2 separate regions of the Gasterosteus aculeatus genome follow, and region 1 is linked to region 2. The links are chromatin contacts, called in public Hi-C maps. All regions are on one chromosome and are shown on one strand. Each heading gives the region's core, a stretch centred on a gene start, on an enhancer-like site or on the middle of the called end of the contact. The rest is flanking DNA. Distances are from core to core; before and after follow the strand shown.

What was found. A called contact is a pair of places that touch in the nucleus more often than the background predicts.
Region 1: a contact with region 2 is called in a Hi-C map of skeletal muscle, with 7 times the contacts expected there. The contact joins the enhancer-like site here to the promoter of lpar1 in region 2. A contact is called at or near these places in 2 of 6 Hi-C or Micro-C datasets (skeletal muscle and tail fin).

The regions. Positions count from the first base shown.
Region 1 is chr14:14,397,020-14,403,107 of fGasAcu3.hap1.1, reverse strand. It overlaps musk (muscle, skeletal, receptor tyrosine kinase), which reads left to right. Exons shown (of 17, transcript XM_040198219.2): 11 at 470-493; 12 at 594-682; 13 at 4,337-4,511; 14 at 5,518-5,704; 15 at 5,789-5,980. Among protein-coding and RNA genes, the nearest start is that of musk, 13 kb to the left of the region's middle. Within about 2 kb of position 1,522, at least 4 of the 9 cell types and tissues checked have open chromatin away from gene starts, as enhancers often do.
Region 2 is chr14:14,331,512-14,337,848 of fGasAcu3.hap1.1, reverse strand. It overlaps lpar1 (lysophosphatidic acid receptor 1), which reads right to left and starts at 3,201. Exons shown (of 4, transcript XM_078088269.1): 1 at 2,917-3,201.

The DNA.
Region 1 (6,088 bases), core at 273-2,772, 67 kb before region 2:
CTCTACTGAGGAGCACGTTGGAAAAGGAGTTACAAATAAGAGTAAATAATAAATTAAAATAAATAAAAAAATTGAACTAAATTGATTTGCCACAAGCTGCTAGTGTTGTGTGATAATTAATTACCAAACCACTTGAGCAAAAACACTCTTGCAAAAGAAACGTTGCGTCAAAAGAGTGTTGCGTCAAAGAAAAGCAGGAGTTGGCCGGCTGCAGTTAACCAAAGTAAAGCCTGGCATACTAAACTACAGGTCGCTGATACTTATGAGGTCATTAATAGGGTCTGACCCAGCCCAGCCAAAATACACAAATCCAGCGTTGTGTGTGCGATGCCAGGTGAGGTGTAATAGTGGGTATGTTTGCGCTGTAATATAATTGGAACTGTACTGAAAATGACTTTCAAATTGCGGGACAGCTGTACTTCTACTCAAAATTATTTGTTTTTCTTATTTGCTCTTTTCTGCATTTCAGACATCAAGAAAGATCAAATCACAAGTAAGTGGAGAAGCATTTAAAGTGGATCCCAAACCTCAATCAAACTCATGCAGTCATTAGGTAGTGTTAATTCTGAAGAAATTCTGTTTGGTGTCAACAGCAGCGTGCTTCAGTGAAAAGGGCCGTTTCTACCAAGGCACCGCCAATGTGACCAGGTCCGGGGTGCCATGTCAGTCATGGAGCCAACAGGTATGTGGCTTATGGATGTGGATATGTGTGCATGTGTGAACCTCAAATTCTGATGAGGTCTTAAACCTGCACTCTCCGCACTGACCACCAGGTGTCTATTGTGTCTTGGACATATGTCTGTAAAAAAATAAATCTACTTCCCACCTGATTTATTCCCTCAGTAACCATTGTAAAATGGGTTTATGGTTTATATTGCTAGTTCCAAGTCTGGTTTAATACAGCAGATGGTAATTTAGTAAATTATTGTCCGTTCAAATAGTCCGTTCATAAGGCTGAGTATACGAAGTATAGGGCGGGTTTACTATGATTGCCAGGTTGCTTTCACTGTCAAAGCGTATATGCGTATAAAGGAAAATGTACAACGATTTTTTTTGTATAAACATAACTGAGTTGTCTCCTGTGCAGACGTCACTGTATTTTGAAAAGATTACATTGATGTAAGAATCAGAAACTGACACGTGTTGCTTATTTTTGTAGGAAAAGTCAACTTTTTGTCACGTCACATATGATTGGTTGCATAAGGATGCGTTGAAATATTCTATCATCTGCTTATGGAAATGTAGTAGTGTCTCTGAGTCACATGTTTAAAGCCCAGACTCTGTGATACTCTGTGGATATTTCTGATCTCTAACCACAGACAGAAAAACATATAAAAGCACAAAACACACACAAACACACACTCCCTGTGGCCCAAAATCCTCTTAATGTTTTTACGGCTTTGCTCTGCGAGAGTCTTTGAGTGTGAGCTCCTACTAGTCTCCTGTGCAGTGTATGTGTGTGTGTGTGTGTGTGTGCACCAGGCCAGCAGAAAGAGGGGAGGGGCTCATCATGTCACATCCTGCCTCTGGAAGCAATTAGTTTTCACACGCATATGCTGCACAGACCCCATTGCTAACACACACTCACTCTAACATGGTTCACTGGCTCACAGACAGACTTAAAGGTGATACTGAAAGAAAGTTTTCCCATTAATGGGGTGGCAGATTTTAATGTATTTTCTGTCCACTGTCTCTTTTTTCTCTCCACTTCCAGTTTGCATATATTTATATATATTACTATGTAAAATGAGAGCTTGGAGCCCTAAAATGTCAGCCAAAGCAGCTCTTTAAACCAAATACTAACAGCAACTGGGAACATTTTCTATGTAACTAAGGGGAGCTTCATGGTACCAATGTGTCCACACCATTTGCTCACACGTTTTACTTTTTCAACGTATGAAAACAGAAGCAAAACTATTTTAGATACCAAAATGACATGACAACTCACAGCAACAACGCCTGGACAGCTTGTCACGATAACACAGCAAAAGTTTTTCAAGAGGTCGCTCAACAAAAAGTAGTGTGGTGAACAGAGCTCAAAGGAAAGCTGACACTTCTTAGCCCTCAACATGTTCTGAGTCAACTGGAGACAAGCCCAAGCACAAAAAAAGTTATATTTTAAATGATTATGGATACGACTTAATGGATAGGTCATGGCTGCTTGTGGAAGATAGATGGTATGGTAGGATGGTTACTGAACTGGGAATTTCCAATATCATGTGTGGTTTGGCTCATCCCTGGTACATGAAGCACAAGGGTTACGCATTTCATTTGTAAATGTGTTTGTTGGTTTTGATTGAGAGAGTTGAACTTCATATTGATATGATATAATACGATAATAATTATAATAATACGATATTTTGGTGTACATATTTGTATGTAATATTGTGGCTTATAGTGCCAAACAAAATGTTGTTTGAATTGGCCCAGTTGAAAAGATTTGGGACACTGGTCTGGATTAAAGTCAGGCTCTAACTTTATTTGAGAAAATGACATCAGCTAACAATTGGAACATGTTGTACTTCCAGGAACACACTGTTATTATTTGACACGAGGTGCCGGCCACACATAAATCAGAAGGGTGGATGGGACACATAACAAGGGACAGTTTTGATTAAGTTCCTGTATGATTACAGGATATAGCATGATTGGGGTATTGTCGGGTCCCACATTTCTGACGGACTCAGAGCAGATTGCCAAAATGCCGTACCCTGAAACTAAAGGGACTGCTCTGGAATTAATTCCACCAACTTTTGATTTGAAAAGTTTCTCTCTTACAATACACATCTCTAATTCACAGCTGAAGCTCAATGTAGCTTTTACCTGCCAAACTGGTCCATCAGAGGAAGAGCAGCTGTTACTAATACACGTTGAGTGTTGTTTTCTTCTCTAAACACTAATCAGTCAGCGGTGGCTCTTTCTAAAGTCATCATTTACCTTCTTCGCATCACAGAGCAGATGTTGTTAAGCAAATATTTTTTGTAGTGAAAGATATTCTTCACATGTGAGTCCGTTAGGAAATGAGCCAGAAGATATCATGTTTCCCCTTGAAGTAAAATCACATGGTCAGCACATACTCGACACATATGGATGATGTCACGGAGAAATAGTCATGGAGAAATACTACAGCAAAAGTTTGATTCAGTCTGACTGTGGGGAAACTCCACTGATAAATAAATGATTATACATTATATATTTGATAGATGAAAAGATAAGACATGGCACTTGAGTCCCAGTTAGGTGGATGTTCATCAACAGTGTTTACTCACTATAACGTCATACCAACAAGGTGATTTGTTCGGCTTTTTTTCCCATAACTTTTCTACACATATCCTATTTAGTATTTTGTTGTAAATGTGATACTATTTGATGACCATAGCTCTGTTTGAGTCCTATGACACTTTTGTTGACACTGTTGTTTTTAAGCAAGTTTTGGTTATCACCAGAAAAGCAACATGATTTATCATTTTTATATTCTTTTGGTTCTTCTTAAAAGCAACAGCCCTAGTAGCCTAGCGCGTTATCAATAAAGTGCCACTAGTCCTCTTCACGTGGGAGGTTGGACGGTTTGACACTGAAGAACCCCATCTCCTACAAAGAGTAAATGTTGGTACATTTTAACTATTGACACAAATGTTCCTTTATATATCAAATGTTTTAAGTGAACCAAGTACTTTTTGCACATACAAACAATTGTTTTCTTTGCCAGCCTTTAGTGCCCCAATCAGAAATGTGTATTTGGATGACAAAATGACACCTCTCGTCATATGGATTTGCCATTTCTAACATTCCTGGCACTAATAGTCAACCATGTGAGCATTTTGCTTTACTCAGTGCTTGTTGAAACGAGCCCTTTCAGCTCATAACTTCATATCTTTTGGCATAGGTTAGACCACTGGTATTTTTATGACTAAGGCGTATGGCACCCAAAGACACCAGATGTTCAGTATTTGAGTTGGTAATCTAATGTTTCAGAAACAACTATACAACCCCTAAAGTATCCTACATATTATACCTTCTGCAGACAGGAACCTTAATGTGGGACCTAATCAGGGCCATGAAAAATGTATTAAGTTATTTGTCACCAGACAGCGTCACCCCCGCCCCTGGTTTTCTACCCAGTGCAGCAAAGGCAAGGAAAGCCTCAGGAGAAACCACAGAGGACTAGTGAAAAGGCTGCGGGTTTGTTTTGTTTGCATTGCACCTGGAATCCTTTTCCATCTGGTGTTATCTGAAAGGACGCAAAGGACTCATTGTTCCCTTCATAGGTAGTTCTACAGTATGCTGCGTAGTACATATGGCTTTGTCTGAATAGAGCTACTGTCCCACTCTGTAGGTTCCCCACGAGCACCGCCTATCCGTCGACGTTATTCCAGAGTTGAAGAACTCAGCCAACTACTGTCGAAACCCTGGAGGAATCAGCGACAAGCCGTGGTGTTACACCTCCAATCCCAACATCCGCTGGGAGTACTGCGCTGTGCCCCGGTGTGGGGAGACCAGCATTGAACCAGGTTTGGTTTTTTGCCGTCTTCTGTTCTGTTTAAATTTTTGGCTTTCTCATCAGAAGACTCACCCATCTAACAGAATTCAATTCAATTCAATTCATTTTATTTTGTATAGCCCAAAATCGCAAATTACAAATTTGCCTCAGAGGGGTTTACAGTCTGTACACATACAACATCCTCTGTCCCGAAACCCACCATCGGCACAGGAAAAACTCCCCAAAAAATGAAAAAACCCTTACAAGAGGGAAAAAAAGGGAAGAAACCTTAGGGAGAACGTCAGAGGAGGGATCCCACTCTCGGGATGGACAGACTACAATGGATGCCATGTGTACAGAATGAACAATGTATAATACATGCAATTCCTATGACAGAAATGATTCAAGTAATTGTGAGTAGTAAGCCAGGCGCACAGCAGGACCACTGCAGGGGCAACCACCATCAGATAGAACCACCATCCACAGAAGCCTGTGGGGAGGGAGAGCACAGAGACTTTAGGAGAGGGTAATGTTGGTTTACGAGTACAGTAATATGATTAATATCTAAAATAATAATGATGATGATGATGGCAGCAGCAGGCGTCAGCAGGGCCACGGCAGGTGTCAGGACCAGGGTACAGAAGGAACTACGATCTACGGAGACCTGCTAGGGGAGAAAGCACAAAAAAACTCCCAGAAAGAAGCAGAATTAGTCATGTGCATTAATAAAACGTGAATTATGGTAGAACGAGAGCGTGAGAGAGGAGCTCGGTGTGTCCTAAGAAGTCCCCCGGCAGTCTAAGCCTATAGCAGCTTAACAAAGGGCTGGTCCGGGCTAACCTGAGCCAGCCCTAACTATAGGCAGAATCAAAGAGGAAAGAATGTATACAGTTCTATTCCTCCGGTTAGCAGATAATATGCAACTGTAGATTAGCTCACCAGCCGATGATCGATTAGTCCTTTACAACCAAACGAATAGGTTTCAATAGCCCATTCACAGCGTAGCACCTTCATTTGAACTTTCTCTGTTTTTTCAGTAATGAAGCCTGAGTTGCCGGGCCCTCGTCAGACCACTCGTCTGCCTCCCATGGCCAAACCTTTGTCTCCCGCTTACTCCATGTCCGTCATTGTCATCCTCCTGACTGTACTTGCAGCTGCAGTTTTCATTTTCATCTGTATCCTTGCCTGCCACAGACGGAGGAAGCAGTGGAGAAACCGAAAGAGGTGAGAAAAAGACGAGATGCGCAGTCTTTTTTATCTGAGTCTCCACCCTTTCTGCCCCTCACTCCACACTCTTTCCCGCCGCAGAGCCATGGAGACCCCGACGATGAGCGCTCTTCCATCAGAGCTCTTGCTGGATCGACTCCACCCCAACCCCATGTACCAGCGAGTTCCCCTGCTGTTGAACTCCAAGCTGATGGCCCTTGAATATCCACGGAATAATATACAATATGTGAGGGATATTGGAGAAGGAGCCTTTGGACGGGTTTTCCAAGCAAGGTGAGGAGAGGAGGAAAGGGGAAGTAGATCTACGCAGCTATACATCAACCCAATAGGCGATTACAAGGAATGAAGAAGAATGGAGGTAGAAAATTCTGGAAGATAAAA
Region 2 (6,337 bases), core at 1,952-4,451:
AGACGATAAGTCTCTGCAGGGGGGGAGTTTTGCTTAGTTTGACCGAGAAGGTCAGATGTCAGAAGCATCAGCTTATCCCTTTTTTCAAAAAAGCTTTACAACAACTCGTCGTGAAACAACTTTCAGATGAGTGTGATTTTTCAATCCTGTCAAGTCTATCGACCGGGACTAATAGCCGGTGCTACCTCCCTGATTACTAAGGAAACCACCGAGCTCCACAACAATTCAGTAATTCATATGCAGGGTGACACGATATGATTAACCATTGAGATGTCTTTAGGAGGAGGACAGGAGATTAACCTTTCTGGTACCAAGCCAGTAGCTCTTGCAGTTTGCAAAGGCATTCATAGGGAAAGGGAAACTTTTTGGATTATTATTGGATAGCTCTGAAGGCTGTTCCAAATGTTTTTCTGTGTAATCCTTTTCCTGTTGTGTCCATTTTGATATTTGTCGTGTCCATTGATACAGTAGGTCTCCTGTTGCCCTTAAAGTGTCACTGCATCATATGCATTGTATTATATTTATACTATTAGAACATGTGTAAAACGGTCATGTTTTTAGCTTGTTTTGTTTATAGAATGGAGGCTTATGTGTCCAAACCCATCCATCTTAAAACATTGGATGCCAGATTCTCTTTTAGATTTAACTTCACAGTTTTTCATCAAATTTGTAAGAATGACTGGATTGAAATCTGTAAGCAACACAACTGGCCTCGGTTAAATAAACAAATAGGTCAGGACGCCAGGGTGCTGCAGCCCTAGTTCTAAAAGATTGTGTGATAACAAGTATTTATTATTCATCATGTTGAAGAGGAGAAGCCAAATTGTCTGACAATGCTAAAGACTCTTTAGTTGCCTTATCTGACCTTCTGACTGTAGCTGTTGGATGTGTCACAGCCTGGTTTAAAGTCAGCATACAAATTCCACAGAGGCTCTTAAAGTCAAAGTAACAATGTTAAAAAGTTCCCATATTCCAATCTGGAAAATATTGCAAAGTATTAAGTGTGCCAATGTGACTTGTTGTGAGATGTTACTCAGAGAATGTGGGTTCTATAATTAAAAACAGCTTCAAAGCTAATCAATCTACACAACTGTAAAAGGTTCTCACCCTCCTCTGAACCTTCAAAGACCCCCTGAGGTTCCTGGCGATGGGAGGCAGGTAAAAGGTCTTCTCACCATCTCTTGGGAATCCACAAATAAACACTCACAGACATACACTAACGCAAACCATTTGAGTCTTGGTTCAGCATTAATTGGGTTAGATCAAAGGGCAAGGACACCATGCAGGGAGCAAATAGCGTACTTCTTTTTTCTACATTCAATGGTCAGTTAAAAAATGGATGGTTTAGAAACATTCTTTCTTAGACGCATCTCATAAATGCAGAAATAATTTGGCTTGAAATTCAGGTAAAGGTGTTCTGAATACTTTTGCTGACTCCTTTTCCCTCCAATTCCATCAAATTGATCCTCTAAAGGACAAATGATCACTAACTGCATAGCCATAAGGTCAACAGACTGCCACGCAGGCTGAGTCATAATTTTGAACAGACCTGTAAGGAGTCGCTCAAGAAGAACAGAAATGCAATTTCACTCTTGTAAATGCTAAACTGAGTTGATAATCTTTTTAGGTACCATTCAGATGAAAGACTAAATCCACTTTTTGTAAGAGCCATGAGGTCTCCTCCTGCAAAAACAACAGGAAGTATGGCCACAGATGACAGAAATGATCATCAATGACAGATTGTTCAATCATGATTGAAATATTGATATTCGAAAGAAAAAGATGTCTTTTTGTGGTCTGTCAATGGAGGGCAATAAGCACACAGCCACATCCATTCTTAATCTCCATTCTGGTAGCAGCGTCAGATTAATATTCTTCTGCCTGAGAGTCAGACATCTGGAAGGACTGATCAGGTTTTGGTGTCAGGACCAAACCCCCATAATCAGTTTTGCAATCTTTTAACAGAGTTCACAGAGAATTTAAGTCATGCAATAAATACAAATGACGCTCTGGCACTGAGGCCAGGGGCCACAGCACAGCTTGGAGTATCGACTTCTGTCGGTAGTAGACAACATGAAGGCCTTTACTTCGGAAGATGCCAACACCCGCAAGAGATGTTCACTGGGCCTCTTCATGATGTTCAATTACCTCAATCTACAAGCTACACTTTGGCCTACACCCTAAGCATTGCCTTTTGGACTTTTATTTTCTTACCAATGGTGTTTTATTAAAAGAGAGAGGCTCAATGAAGAAAACAAAATCAATTAAATTTCAATAGCCCCCTCTTGACTGCGTGGAAAATCAACACGGCAAACAACTGTTTACTCCCAGACCCGGTACCCGCTTTGGTTTGTTTTCATCCGCGCTCTCCCTCCCACAAATTTTGTTCAAATCGCAGAGTTTGATGAAAGAGCCCAGCTCTGTGCTACCAAGTAGGCTACATCTTTACAGCCCGTGCGCACAACCGAGCGTCTCCCCTGCAAGTAACGGCGCGCACGGCGCATTTTCAGGCATCTGCTAATACCATCAAAGTCTTATATCTCGATCGCTTTCTAGCCGCGTCTACGTGGCAGGTAAACTTATGATTATATAAAGATGCCCACACACCCGTGCGTGCGCTTGGAGACGCGCTTTAAGTGACCCAGAGAAAAAGGGCAAAACAAATTGTTTGTTCATTTATAAAGATTCGTTCAATGAGCATTACGCGGTGAAATACTTACTGTGGCTTTTTTTCCAATGTTGCTAGAGGTCCAACCGGAGTTTGGTTTCGTATTGCCTGAAATTCCTCCCCAACAGACCAACTCCTAGTGATACGGCGCAACTATTGTGTCAAAGTCGCAGAGGTGCAATAAAAGACTCCAAATCCCAAATGCAGCCAGATAACCCTTTCATTTTATGTCCGTGCAGAAAAAATACCTCTTCCGATGTCTTATTGCTGAGGTAGATGTCGTTTTCTCCTCGCGTTTCCCTGTTTTATTGAGTTAATGCGAGAGGAGTTTGCCTTGATGCTCTCTGTCGCGTCTCCGTGCCTCTCTGTGCTGGCACGGCTCTCTCTCTGTCTATCTCGCTCGCTCGCTCGTGCGCACGCGCGCGCGCGATTCACTTTAAGTTCCCCACATAAAAGACAGGTGAAAATAACATATTGTTCACATTTCCTCCCACTCATCTTGTAGGAAATTAATGTCCTCTCATGATGTGTGCCCTTTTTGCTTGAGGCATTGGTTTTAGCATTTATAGTGGAGAGTTGTTTTCCTCCCCCCCCCCAGTGCCTTTTTGGAAACACATGTTTTTTAGTAACTTGTTAAGAGAGAGACAGGAAGGGAGAGGAAGAGAGGGGTGGAGTGAAACCGAGGGTGGAAAAAAAGCGAGCAACCAACACTGAGGAACTCTGGTTGATATTGTATTCCTCTATTAACCCTCCACACAACATATTAGAAGTGTTTTTCTCCCGTCTACCTGTGCTGGTGTCCAAGTAAAGCTTTGGAGCTCCTCGGGTTGCTAGATGGCGTTCGGTAGGGACAGTAACGTCTGCCAACTCCACTAACATCTGCGAACACTTAGCGAGGTGTTGGTCGTAAAACCAACCACCGCGACTGGGGAATGAAATGAAGTGTTGAAGCCACCATATGTCCAACAGTAGAACATTTCTCATTTGTCTCAATTAGTAGAATATGTTACGCTGAATGTTTTTTAGGACCAATTTTACAGGTATGTTTGCCACTATGTCCTTAAGACATCACACGAAGCTGGAATGAGACGAGTAAAAAGGCCCGATTGAGCATATGTATGTGAAGGATTTATGGCTGTAAAACACAGAATGTCGATGTGATTTGGGTTGTGTTTAATCCAATGTGATGTATACCCTGTCACAAACTGACTAAAGACCTAGTTAGTATACTAACATCTGATTACATGGTTGGGTTTGCAAACATTCAAAACCATCCACCTCGTTGACTCCTGCTCCTGGCAGTGAAAAGTCATAATTCAAGTTGCCTCTAAATAGTGTCGTGGTCCACGACAAATCTCTAAAGACTTTAAACCATGATTTGTCAGCACCCTACTCGCCAAATACTACTGCTTACTCAGTAGCCATACACGTCAAACTATGACTATGATCCCATGTTCCAACATTAAAATTACAGTATCTGTTTGTTATTATCCATATATTCTTTAAAAAGTAGATTTTCAATGTAGGTTTTCTTACACTAAATATGATCAAATAGCATGGTATTACTTGTGTGGTATGTAAAATAAGTAAACTTGTCACAAAACCGACGCAAGTTAACGCAGGACAGGAACAGCAGTCACCTGGGTGATCCTGTGTTGGTCCTTGGGCACTGACCAAGCGGAGAGTTGGATTTGTGTGCCTTCAACAACATTGAAAGTTACCCTGATGGGAAATCTAAAATCCCTCAACTCTATTAAAACAAAATAACTTTGCCAGGCTTCAGCATCTGGTTCAACCCGCACAGTTATAAACAGGAACTAATTCCCATACAACATTGCGGTTCATTTCCGCCCCTTTTAAGTAAAGAGAACAACATAGTGATGTGGAGAGAAGGAAAAGGCAGAGATACTCAGTTACAAAAACGGGACAGGAACCACACAAAAAAATGTCAATGGGGAAATCTGTTTGCTTTGAATTTGTCAACAATAGTCAAGTTAATAGTTGGAAGTATTTACAAACAAACAAACAAAAGTAAAGTGGAAAGTGAGACAAAAGTTCAATTCATTCACTCATCCTGAGCTGGACGAAAGTGATGATTTGGTGGCATATCTACACATACAGCTCCTTGTTTAAGTTACAAGCAGTATGTTCACCTACTGAGGCTGTGAGACTACACCCTAAACCTACCTGAGGCATTATCTAAATACAGTTTCATCTTTCCTTCTTCTGTGTTATACACTCCTTTTGGCCTTTATAATGAAACTTTTAGACATTACTGTCCATCCCCGTGTTGATATTATCTTTGTCCCATGTACAGTAGGTCTCCTCTTGACCTTAACGTGTCACTGTTATGCACAGAGTGTTCTTTGTAGAATTCTTTGGACACGGGCAGGCTCATTGAGACTTTCGTTTTTATGTTCAGTCACTGTGCCCGTCAGAATATCTGTGCGGGAGGGTTAAAGCTATCTGCAGGGGACTTGCTTGTGGTTTGTGTCATAGTTTTTCGTCATGGTGAGGTTTAGATCATATCTATTATTGTAACTGAGCAAGAATTGGGGTCAAATACTGTGCAGTGTAGACCGATTGTGGCGACACACTGGAGCCACCTAGGGCTAGGCAAACTAAAGGACATGGCATCAGTGGTTCCAGTAGATTGCCAGTTATAACCCGCAGCATGTGGACCATCAGTAAAAGATCCTGAGTTTTTTCCTGTCTGAAACCCAATTTTATACAGGCCAACTACCACTTTTTCAATCATTCCAATTTGGCTGTGTGATTAATAACACATTTCATTTAGAGGTGTGACAAACTCTGAAAACATCTATTTTCTTTTCACCACGTAGTTCTAGTAAACCCAATCCACAAGTGTTGTTTTAAGATGGGTCACGCCCACAGGGTGGTGCTCCATCTGGTATCATTTACTGAAGTGTTTGTAGTAAACAAACCAACTTAAATGTAGGATTGGAAGAGAAGACTAAAAAGCTGCATCTATTTCTAGGTTTGCATTTTGATTACTTATCAGTTTTTTTTTTGCTATGATATATGGATTGAAAATAAGTAGTGCTAGAAGAAATACGCTTGATAAAACATTAGTATGTTAACTAATAGTTTATTGGGAAAATTACATAAAATCTGCACAGCATTTGCACACATTCTATTTGATGAGGTTGTTTGAGAGTAAGAAAGACAAACAATCATTTTACATTTGGAAATAAAATATTCAAAGTATATATCCTACCTGGGAGCTTTCTCTCCACCTCAACCTCCTCTATGGCGGTACAGAGTATTTTTAAAGATATTTTACCTCCAAAGAAGATACAATTGTTATTCATTTATATACATGCTAAAGGTTTTCGAACAAATACATATAAAATTAATGATATTTCCATCCAATGTATATTCATGTTGAGTGCTAATTAGAACGTTAGCATGCTGATATGATAAACTAAATAAATATGACGAAATCCACAATAATTTGCCAGCATTGTAAATCGCTGGGTGTGAAATGGTGTATTTGCCTGGAGCCAACTCCATTTCCTTATGACATTTTGTGCATTTAAGCAAACAAAGGATCTCTTTTGAGCCCCAACTGCACCACCACAGCCCCAGCTCTGTGTCCCAAGACAGACCTCCTTTAAGATCTTTCAGCGTTCACAATGCAAGTAATGA